3 separate regions of the Sus scrofa genome follow, and all the other regions are linked to region 1. The links are chromatin contacts, called in public HiChIP or PLAC-seq maps. All regions are on one chromosome and are shown on one strand. Each heading gives the region's core, a stretch centred on a gene start, on an enhancer-like site or on the middle of the called end of the contact. The rest is flanking DNA. Distances are from core to core; before and after follow the strand shown.

Region 1 (3,683 bases), core at 824-3,323:
CCACGAGGCTTGGGGGAAAGCCTGAGTTGCCCAGTCTAGTGCTGATGAGGGCCTAGTTCACTGTGATGGCAAGTAAGCCACTTCACCTGTTTCCCCATATGTGAAAGGGGGAGAGAACCTCTGCCTCCTGCTTAGCTTTCCTGTGATTGTGTTTGCTTTGGTTTTGTACAGACATGCCAAATTCTTCATAAAGATTCCAGATAGGGATGTCGCCCCACCCATGCCTCTTGGTAAATCACTGGAATAACTTGGGTTGGCAAGGAGAAGCAAGGACGCCCTAGAGTTAGCTAAAAATAGTGTCTTGCCGTCTCCACTGGAAAGAAGTCCTTGTGCGTGTTAACCCCGTTTCCTCCCATCCAGGCTGAAAGCTTGAAGTGGAGACCACTTACTGACCACTCTCTGAACCACATCTACTTCAATGCGCTTAGGTCCTGCCAAGCTTGTCTCACGTTTATATGCTCTTCCTTTAATAGTTTCTTTTTTTTTCCTTGGCTGAATTTTGTGTGGGTGGTTCAGGGAAAGGGTAGACAAGCGCCCTTTCTGCTTTTCAGTGGGATTTTTGAAAGAATTTGAAAATGAGAGGGCTCTCTTTCCTGGATCCTATTGCTTCTGGAATGGGAGCACGCCCGCATTTCTGAAGCAAACATGAATGGGCTGCCCTCTTCCCAAAAGTGGTGAGCCCCCTGGAACCATGTCGGGTGTTCTGACCTGAGAAGCTGGCTGTCCATGGAAGCTGCCCGCAGAGGGTGGTCTGCCTTCCTGCTTTCAGACCTTGTGTTCTGCCAAGGCTCAAAGGGGGCCATTTTGAAGGCAGAGAGCCCCCCAGAGGGTAGGAAGGGAGAAAGAAAGCGCAAGTTCAGGGATGTTGCAGTGAGAGGAGTCTGGGTGGCTTGGAGTTGACTTTTGTCCGATTACAGCCTTGCCAATGTCTCCTGGTTCTGTAATTTCCCCTCCATCAAGCTCTTTCAGAAGCTGGAAGCTGTGGAGGGGCAACAAAATGCACACGATGGTGTAACCAGAAGCCCCTGACGCCATAATGAAGGGAGAAGTGGCCATTCACTATGTGCAACAGTGATGCACTGGTGGGGCCGGGACCCCTAAGCTCACCTGGGTGCTGGCCTAGTGAGGCAGCGGCCCCACTTTATCTCAGCATGTGGTCCAGCCTGACCCAGCCCCGCTGACCCGCAGGATCTCTGGTTCATCTTTCTGGGCATTCCCTTATATTTGCATTTGAGATTACTGAGCTGAAACTACGTGTGTGTTAATGGGAGCAGTATTTTATTGAGATGTAATTTACATATGCTGAAATGCACAAACTTTAGGCATGCAGTTGGACTCGTTTTGACATGTGTATACACCTGTGTCCATCACCCAAATCAAGATGCAGAACGTTTCTACCACTTGGAAGGTTCCCTCTTGCCCTTTCCAGTCAGTCCTACCCCAGAGGCATCCACTGTTCCATTTCCATCACTGGTGATTAGTTTTGCCTGTTCTTGCCCTTCATCTGTGTGGAGTCATATAGTTGTACAGCGGCTGAGTCCCTGGAGCCTGGCCTGCGTCTGATGCTTGGCATGTATGCACTGTGAGAGGAGCCTTGGATCTTAAACTACCTGGTGAGAGAGCACTGACCGCCATGGGGAAACATGCTGTGGGTAGTGAGTTGCCCCCAGGGCGCAAGATTGGGGGCAGAGTGGATTCTGGCCACCAGCCCAGGCTCCTGGATTCTGAATCCAAATCTCTCACCAGGATCCCAGGGGGCTCATGCAGCCCCTCCCTGGGGACTCCCTTCCAGGGCTATGTATGGGGGAGCCCGGTGATCCTGGACAGGTAGTGCCCCCTGCTGTCTGCGGGGCAGACCCTGCACTCTCTCCTCCTTGGGATGTGACAGGATCACGTGGGCCAGAGACCAGTGCAGTAATAGTCTAATTAAAGGTAGGGGATCGGCTTCTGGAATGAGGTCTCTTTCCTTTTATTTTCCTCTGAAAAAGGTTTTTCCAAGCGACAGGGGCTTTCCTTTCTCAAAATAAACAGATTAAGTAAGAAGAGGCCTCTTTGGTGGAGCGCTGCTGCCCCCACGTGGGTGATTGGGGACACTACCATAGAGCAGGACTCCAAAGCCCGGCGTTGTTGGGGGTCTCAGGTTCCGGTCCTCTTTCTGGGGTTCCCCATCTCCTGGCCGCCTGAATTCTGGTGTCCTTGGTATCTGAGAGGCAGCTGTCCATCAGGGCTATTACCCAGGACTTCAACCTGGACCTGGGGTGTAGTTCTTCACTGGAGAACCAGCCCCAGCAGCTGTGGATGGACAGATATGGCCCCTGGGGAGGATGGGCTGGAGCTAAGCCTCGAGGACCTGGCCTGTATTAAGCAAGAGTTTAATCAAGGGCGATCAAGATTTGATCTTAGGGCTTGCTAGGGCGGCGGGTCTGGGATGGGGGTGCGTCTCTTCAGTGGGGTGTGCAGCACCTCCCCAGCCTGCTCGTGGGTCTCCAGGGCCCCACCAGCCCCTCCCAGCTCCTCCCAGCTCGACGCCTTCCTGTCGCACCTGCGGTCTGGGTGGTGTAACGGCCCAGCCCTCTGGCCCCGGCACGTGGCCTGAGGCGATGCTATCTCTAAGTCGGTATTTTTAACTTTTTTTTCCAGAGGATGTGGCTTCTGTGGGAGAGCTTCAAAGGGTGCCCCATTTGCCCCTCGCGGCCGCCATGACGTCATGGAAATGGGAGGGGCCGTCCCAAGCCCCCAAACACCTGCACGGAAGTGGGAGACTTTTTCCACTTCCTGTCCTACTTCTGGCTACTGACTCAATGTCTGACCTGCTTATTAATTTCAAAATATAGCACTCCCAGTAATACTCAGAGGAAACCTTACTCATGTGTGTCTGGGTGAACAGAGGCCTGAATCCCAGGTGGCCTTACCCAGAGGCAGACACTGGCCGTCGCCTTGGCTACACAGTGTACTTATTAAAGAGGAGCAGCACCCAGTCTCCACGTGGCTTGCTCCCTGCCCCCAGACCCACCCCTTCAGTCCCAAGCTGTCCTTCCTACACATTGCTCCCAGAGGTAGATTGGAGGAGTTTTAAGATGGGACACGTGGGAGTTCCCTTGTGGCCAGCTGGTCAAGGATCTGGTGTTTTCACTACAGTGGCTCTGGTCGCTGCTGTGGTATGGGTTTGATCCCTGGCTTGGAAACTTCCACATGCCCCTGGGCACGGCCAAGATACCAAAGATAGGACACTTGGAGAAAGTGAGATGAACGGTAATGGGACCTTCAGCCCTGGACCTTGGTATGTTCTCTCAGTACCCAGGACATTGACTCCTGAAGCCCTGTGTGTTTTCTCAGAGTAACCATCCTCCAGCTTTTGCTCTTCCTGATGGTTCTTGACCGTTTACTCTTAGCTCTTGGCTAAATCATAAAACTGTGCTCACTGGGCCACCATGCTTATTCATCCCCACTTTCCGTTCTGTAATGTTCTCTTACTTTCTCGCCACAGATATACAGCTTGGCTGCCTCCCCAGTGCCTGATGGCACTAATCACTTATTTGTTCACTTGCCAATTAAGTGTATGTGAAGCATCAGTTGTATGGCAGGCACTCTGCTAGGTGTCAAAGACACACAGATGGACAAGATACACGTCCCATCTCAAGGAGCGCACAGCTGATTTTCTTGCCGAGATGTTACTTGATAAG
Region 2 (3,683 bases), core at 737-3,236, 250 kb before region 1:
GGAGCTTTGGCCCGTCCTCAGACAGCTTCTCCTGGGACCAGAACCGCTGGCTTCAAGTCCTTGTGGCCAGTGAGGTGGAAAAGCCAGACTCTGGGCCCCCAACTGCCTTGTGCCTCGAACTTTGCCTTTTGAACTTTCTACTTGGAAGCTAGTCACTTCTAGTCACTTCTTCCAGAGAGATTTTCCATTTTGAGATGGCAGTGAGGAAACTCACATTTCATGTTCTGCATTCATAGCAACAAATGGGCTGAAGTCAAAGCCTTGGCTTCTTTCTGGTTTGGGATCGTTGTGAACTTTTTTTTTCTTCTTCTTTTTAGGGCTGCACCCACGGCATATGGAGGTTCCCAGGCGAGGGTGAATCCGAGCTACAGTTGCTGGCCTACACCACAGCCACAGCAACGCCAAATCCAAGCTGCATCTGCGACCTACACCACAGCTCATGGCAACACCAGATCCTTAACCCACTGATCGAGGCCAGGGATTGAACCTGCAACCTCATGGTTCCTAGTCGGATTCGTTAACCACTGCCTCACAACGGGAACTCCCAATGTAGACTTTGGAGCAAACTCTTCACCAGCAGGGAGGGAGGTAGAGCTCTGTGCTGGCCTGATCCCCCAGGCTTTTCAGGGGTTCACCCTTGGTCTCTTTTTCTGGTCTTTCTGTTTGCCTCAGAAGAGGCTAAGAGGGCAGCCTAGGGGAGGTTGGGGAAGGAGCTAGGGACAGAGGGCCCCAACCTTGGCTGAACATTAGAATCACCTTGGCAGGTGGGGGGGAGGTTTAAAAAATACTCATGGCCCCTTCTTCTCCCTCCCTGTTCCCCCAACCAAATAACTCTGGACCCCTGGGTAGAAGACTGGGGATGGGCTTGGAGAACAAGAATTGAGGAAGCAGAAAGTTGCTGCTGAAAACTGAAGGAGACCTTGGAAAGAGAGGTGTTCAGCTGTCCCTGTTCTTGAGAATTGCCTGGGGAGCTTGAAACACATGCCAATGCCTGGGCTCCACCCCGCAATTTGACTTCGTTGGCCTGGGTGGGGCCTGAGCCCTGGACTTTGTTAAAGCTGATCGAGCGATGTCAGCTGGAGCCAGGAGCCCAGAGTTAGGTGAGGGCTTGGGCTTGTTCTCATCAAAGTGGTTCTGTACGTGATGACTTGATGATGGTAGCACGCCCCTAAGCAGGCCGATCAGCAGACTCCCCTGGGGAACCCCATCTCAGACTTCCTGAATCAGGGGTGCACCCCAGAGGTGTAGGTTCATGTTCCTCAGGTGATCCTGCTGCTCACTCGGGCTTGCAGTCCTGTTTCTGAGAACCTGAATTGGACCTAGCTGAGTGAACCAGTTAGGATCCAGTGAACAAGGCCTTGCTGGCTTTGAAGGGGCCAGTGGTGTCGATTAGCAGGAGACCCTCCAGGTACAAGGTGCTTGCTTGCTCCCTCTAAGCGGGGCAGAACCATGGTGACTGAAGCGCTGACTGAGTTCGTGGAGGCAGAGTGGGAGGAACCTGATCCAGTGACCAGTGGGGATTATGCTTTGTGTCTTTTTTGTTTTGTCTTTTTAGGGCCGCACCCTCGGCATATGGAGGTTCCCAGGCTAGAAGTCTAATCAGAGCTACAGCCTACACCAGAGCCACAGCAACGCAGGATCCGAACCATGTCTGGGAGACCTACACCACAGCTCATGGCAACGCCGGATCCTTAACCCTCTGAGCAAGGCCAGGAATCGAACCCTCAATCTCATGGATACTAGTCAGATTTGTTTATGCTGCACCACAATGGGAACTCCTGAAATGTCTGGTTTAAGGCAAGAGATCTGAGGCTTTTTTGGAGAGCTTAAATCTGGTCCTTCTGAGGAAGCAGGCTCAGTAGAGTATTCTGGAGACAGCTGGGTATTCACAGCCTGCATGTACCTGTTAAGAGGCTGGGCTGCTCCCCAGCAGTGTGACTCCAACTACACCAAGACCGGCCTAATGCAGCGAGGGGTGGTTTTTCTTGAGCAAGGTGACGAAGTGCTTGCTCACAGCAGTGAAGCCCATAGATTGCTGTCCTGCTGATTGCTGGGGGCTGAATGACGTCACTAGTCAGAAGACGCATGAGCTGTGTCACTGGTGATTTTAAAGTTCAAGATAGTGAAGAGAGTGGCAGGTAGAATCTTCTTTTTTTTTTTTGTCATTTGAAAACTGTGTATGTGGAGAACCCCCCCCCCCCCCACAGAACTGGTACCAGACGGTAAATGCCAAGATACCAGAAGGATAGACTTTGGTGAGGGGATGGATTTCGTAGTGATTGAGAGATACACACTTAATAAAGCTTTAAACTAAAAAAATTTTCTTGGCTGTGCTTGTGGCATGTGGAAGTTCCTGGGCCAGGAATGGAACCCGTGCCACCTCACTGACCTGAGACACTGAAGTGACAATGCTGGATCCTAACCTAACTGAGCCACCAGGGGAACTCACTCCTAAACTGAAATTTTAGAGGAAAGGAGAAAAATGCACAGATAAAAGTATATTGGAGTATCTGGGTATTTTGGAGGCTGTGAAGTATTCTAGAGAAAGAAGAATAAAGGTGGAAAAGTTGCTTAGTAATGCACCACTTGGAGAAGATAGAAGACTGGGAGTGATGTTTTTGGATTCAGAAACATTCAATGAGGCTAATAAACACATTTTCTTTTCTTTTCTTTTTCTTTTTTTGGCTGTCCAAGATATGTGGAGTTCTGGGCCAGGGGTCAGATCTGAGCCACAGATGAGACCAAAGCCACAGCTGTGGCAATGCCAGATCCTTTACCCACTGTGCTGGGCCAGGGATCGAACCTGTGTCCCAAAGCTCCCAAGATGCCACTGATCCTGTAGCACCACAGCAGGAACTGCAGCACATTTGCTCCTTACTTTTCCTGCAAGGAGGAAACAAGTTCAAGTCTGATTAGAATATGACAATGAAAGAGTACATGTCGTTCAAAAGTGATGGATTTGCTAGAAGAGCTGAGATTGATGTGGCATATCAAAGAGAGGTATGATGATCTGCTCTAATAAGGGATGCCCGTTCCCTCTGGGCAAGGTCACATTTTGAGTCTTTTGATTCCAGTGAGAGGGAAGTTTCAGGACCAAGACACAGAGAGTTGTCAAAGGATTTTATCTCCCCCTTTTCTCTTTCCCAACAAATGTAATGAACAGTGCTACCTAGTACAGCCTCCAGGGCCTGCCTGCAGGTGGGCTGCTTCTTACAACTAAACAGAAGTCTCTTTCTTTCTCATGACAGATGCATGACCCATCTCTTAGAAAGGGCACCCGGGAGTTCCTGGTGGCTTAGCAGGTTAAGGATCTGGCATTATCACTGCTGCAGCTCAGGTTGCTGGTGTGGCTTGGGTTCAGTCCCTGGCCTAGGAACTTCTGCATGCCATGGCTCAGCCAAAAAAACAAAACAAAACAAAACAAAACAAAAGGAATCCCTATTGTGGCTCGGTGGGTTAAGAACCTGACCTTGTCTCTGTGAGAATATGGGTTCTATCCCTGACCTGGCTCATTGGGTTAAGGATCTGGCATTGTTGCAATTGCTGGTATAGGTAGAAGATGCAGCTCAGGTCCAGGGTGGCTGTGGCTGTGGTTGTGGCCAGCAACTGCAGCTCCGATTAGGCCTCTGGCCCTGGAACTTCCATGTGCCACAGGTGTGGCCCTAAAAAGTGAAGAGAAAAAA
Region 3 (3,683 bases), core at 610-3,109, 230 kb before region 1:
ACAAACGGCAGAATTTAGCCTGCAAGGGTTATTTACCCCTGGCTGCTAGCTCCAAGTGATTCTGCATGCGTCGTTCCCGCTCTTGTAGCTGATGTGCCATTTCAGCATTCTTCCAACCTGTGTGAAGAGGAGTGAGATAATCACTCAGTCCTGGAGCCACTTCTGGACCATTTCCCCGGGGTCTTGTTCACAGAGAACAGGCCATTACCTCTTTTGAAGCTCTTAATGAAGCCTTCCCGTGGAAGTAATGTGCTAGAGTCATGTACAACACGCTGGGGGATTTTAAGTACTGTGCGGACGGCTGGAATACGGAGGCAAAGCACCTGGCCCAGGGAAAACATGTTGGAGGAGAACCAATACATGAACACTGCCTGCACGAGAAGGAAGAGAAGTTACTCAGAAGCTGCATCCTGGTCAGACTGCCAGGAGACTTGGAGCCAGCCCCTAAACCATTACTTACAGAGGGAAAATGGATAGTTATGGGCAAGACTGCCAGGGGCATCAATCTGATAAAATTTCTCATCCACTGAAGGTCAGAACTTTGCATGCCAGTTTCTGCACCTAACTGAAGTTAAAAAAAAAAAAAAAAAAAGCACAGAGGAAGAATAGCAAATACATGTCAATTTTAATTGCATTTAGCTCAGATTTCTTTCTTTCTTTTTTTTAGGGCCACACCCATGGCATATGAAAGTTGCCAGGCTAGGGGTTGAATCAGAGCTGCAGCTGCTGGCCTACATCACAGCCATACCAACATGGGATCCAAGCTGCATCTGTGACATACACCACAGCTCACGGCTACGCTGGATCCTTAACCTACTGAGTGACGCCAGGGATTGAACCTGCATCCTCATGGATCCTAGTTGGGATTGTTAACTGCTGAGCCATGAAGGGAACTCTTTTTTAAAAAGAATTTTATGACTGCACCCGTGGGACATGGACGTTTTCGGCCCAAGGACTGAATCTGAGCCACTGCCACAACTGCAGCAATGCTGGATCCTTTAACCTACTATGCTGGGCTGAGGGTCAAACCCATACCTCTGCAGTGACCCCAGGTGCTGTAGTCAGATTCTTAACCACTGAACCACAGTGGGAACTCCCAGCTCATACTTCTTATCCATCAACTCGAAAAGAATGACTATTCTGTACAACTACTTTCCCCTCAGTCCCCACACTGTGCAAGTCTGGCACTTGGCAAACCTGAGCTTACCTCAAGGACACCCCACATTGTAGCAGTGACCACCAGGGGTAATATGTAGGTGGGGTCAGATAGTGTGAGATCTTGGAACCACCAGAGACCACCTGTCTGCAGGCTGGGCACAGGAAGGTTGGCCATTTCCCTCAAAGCAATGAAGAAGGAGATGAAGATCGGGGCCTATGGTACAAGATAAACAGTGTCAGGACCTTTTAGCAGAGGGGACATTGGCATTACTCCATTACTGAAACCCATGTAGCATAGTATCATCACCACCTGCTTTCTGGGGGTCTAGAGCACGGGAAACAGGAGATAATCTGACTGGTTCTAGATGAAGTTAACGAAGGGAAATGTGTATTTGCTCACCTGAGTCAAAGGCAGAATAAGAGGTTTAAAGAGTTTAATATCATGCTTTTTCTGGTAGAACGTCATTTCCGAGGAGGCCCTGTAAACTGTAAAGGGAGTGGAAGTTAATGGCTGGGCTAACAGCTATGCTGGTGGAGGTGACCATCCTCATCACATGGCCCGTGAGATTTCTAACTGACCCGGGCCAGTCACCGGAAGCATCAGGCCTAAGAAACAGGTGAATCTTCAGAACCTGCTCGACTGTAGCAACTCCTGACTTAGGCTGTCCCTCCCCCTTGGCTGAATGGCAGGGAAAGGGCAACTCTGGTCCTCTCCCACGCTCGTTCTTAACTGACTCACACTCAGTGTGGTTTCCTGTCAACTTGGCTTCTCTGATTCGAGTGGAAAACTTCTGAATCTCTGGCAAGTGGTTGTGGATCTTGGCTGCCTCTCGCTGGCCCTTCACGATGAGAGGAAACACCAGGCAACGGGCAAGGACTGTACCTGGAAAACACAAATGAGGACTGGAGTGAAATTCAAGCATTCTGCAGCTACAAGGCTGAAGGTTTTTAGGTCCTACTGAAAAGGTCTCTTAGCTCAGACTTTTCTACCCTCTGATTCATGCCAAGGGGCCCCAAGACAAAGGACACGGGTAGGACTTAGTTCCTTCGAGTCTCAGTCTTCTGCTTTGACATCAAAAGTCTGGCATTAACTTCTCTAAACAAATGACCAGGAATCTGGTTTGTTTCCCTGAACAAAAAGGTAGGTGACAGAAGCCACTTTTCTAGATCAGTGGTTTCTAAACTTTTCTATAACCAATGGAACCCTTTTTGCCTCAACTCTTAAGTGGAACCCCAATATACATAACAAATAAAATCAAGCTGCCCTGGGTGAGGAGATAGTCTGACTACAGGATTGTTCAAGCTCTGGCCTTTGCTTTATGCAGAAGCACTTTTATAGATGGCTGGGGCTCCCAAGAATGAAGAATGAAAGCCACTGTCCTTAGAAATCTCTGGAGTAGGAGGTAATCTGGTGGTCTACTGCTTTAGTTTCTTCCTATTTCTTTTCTTACACTTCACATTCCTGATCATTCCAACAACTATTTATTTAGTTTATGTATCTATAGATAAGCAAGTGGGCCTGGATTGAGAAAAGGCCAGGGGGAGATAAGAGCTTTAGGCTTTACTGACATTACGGTGGATGGTGTGGAGTGGAAAGAGACGGGAGTTAAGCTGTGCCACAATGGGAACTCGCCCAGAACACTCTTTTAAATAGTATCTACAAAAAGAAGGAGAAAAGGTAGTACGGGATCAAGGAGAAAGGGGATCAAGATGGTGGAGGAGTAAAACCTGACACCTTCTCACACAAACACATCGAACCCCCCCACAACAGGAGTTCCTGTTGTGGCCCAGCGGTAATGAATCTGACTAGTATCCATGAGGACACAGGTTCAATCCCTGGCCTCACTCAGTGGGTTAAGGGTCCAGCGTTGCTGTCAGTTGTGGTGTATGTCACAGACGTGGCTCAGATCCCTTGTTGCTATGACTGTGGTGTAGGCTGGCAGCTGTAGCTCCAATTCGACTCCTAGCTTGGGAACCTCCATCTGCCACAGGTGTGGCCCTAAGAAGCGAGAAAAAAACAAAAAACAAAAAACAAACAAAAACCCCAAAACAAAAAACCACATAAACACACTCCTCAAAACCCATACACTTGTAGAACGATTTACACAGAACATCTACTGAACTCTGGCAGGAGACCCGAGACCTCCAAAAAGGGCAAGAAACCCTCCAGAGCAAAAAGGGGTGGTGGGGTGGGGGTAGAAAAGAAAAAAAAAAAGAGAAAACAGGAATTAACATGGGACCATCACTCCTGAGAGGGAGCTGTGAAAGGAGAAAGAGCTAGGACAGACAGGGAACCTCAAAGTCTCGGAGAAAAAGCTTAAAGTGCAGCACCGGGACTGAGGAGGGCAAAGCCAAGAGAGATGCACAGACCACTGATACCACTGCTTGGGACACCACAACACAAAGGTGGGGGCTGGATGCTGAGACTTGGGTCAGTTCCAGGGAGAGGACTAGGGTTGGCTCTCCCTGAAAGGGCTGGGAAGTGGAGCATCACAGCAGAGTGAGTACAAGAGGAGTCCTGGGCC

What was found. HiChIP or PLAC-seq counts read pairs in DNA pulled down with a chosen protein or histone mark.
Region 2: an H3K27ac HiChIP or PLAC-seq map of alveolar macrophages shows a contact between it and region 1. The contact joins two enhancer-like sites. A contact is called at or near these places in 1 of 47 Hi-C or Micro-C datasets (heart right ventricle) and 2 of 2 datasets of contacts at active chromatin or transcription factors (alveolar macrophages and skeletal muscle).
Region 3: an H3K27ac HiChIP or PLAC-seq map of alveolar macrophages shows a contact between it and region 1. The contact joins two enhancer-like sites. A contact is called at or near these places in 2 of 47 Hi-C or Micro-C datasets (embryonic fibroblasts and retroperitoneal adipose tissue) and 2 of 2 datasets of contacts at active chromatin or transcription factors (alveolar macrophages and skeletal muscle).

The regions. Positions count from the first base shown.
Region 1 is chr7:76,463,293-76,466,975 of Sscrofa11.1, forward strand. No RefSeq gene overlaps it. Among named protein-coding and RNA genes, the nearest start is that of DAD1, 33 kb to the left of the region's middle. Within about 2 kb of position 2,074, at least 47 of the 83 cell types and tissues checked have an H3K27ac peak or open chromatin away from gene starts, as enhancers often do. A contact at or near this core is called in alveolar macrophages, where this site is marked.
Region 2 is chr7:76,217,860-76,221,542 of Sscrofa11.1, forward strand. All of the region lies in intron 2 of SLC7A7 (solute carrier family 7 member 7), which reads left to right. Among named protein-coding and RNA genes, the nearest start is that of SLC7A7, 18 kb to the left of the region's middle. Within about 2 kb of position 1,987, at least 5 of the 83 cell types and tissues checked have an H3K27ac peak or open chromatin away from gene starts, as enhancers often do. A contact at or near this core is called in alveolar macrophages, where this site is marked.
Region 3 is chr7:76,236,307-76,239,989 of Sscrofa11.1, forward strand. OXA1L (mitochondrial inner membrane protein OXA1L) reads right to left here. Exons shown (of 11, transcript XM_013978229.2): 5 at 1,898-2,041; 6 at 1,559-1,644; 7 at 1,208-1,372; 8 at 461-565; 9 at 209-371; 10 at 37-117. Among named protein-coding and RNA genes, the nearest start is that of OXA1L, 29 kb to the right of the region's middle. Within about 2 kb of position 1,860, at least 6 of the 83 cell types and tissues checked have an H3K27ac peak or open chromatin away from gene starts, as enhancers often do. A contact at or near this core is called in alveolar macrophages, where this site is marked.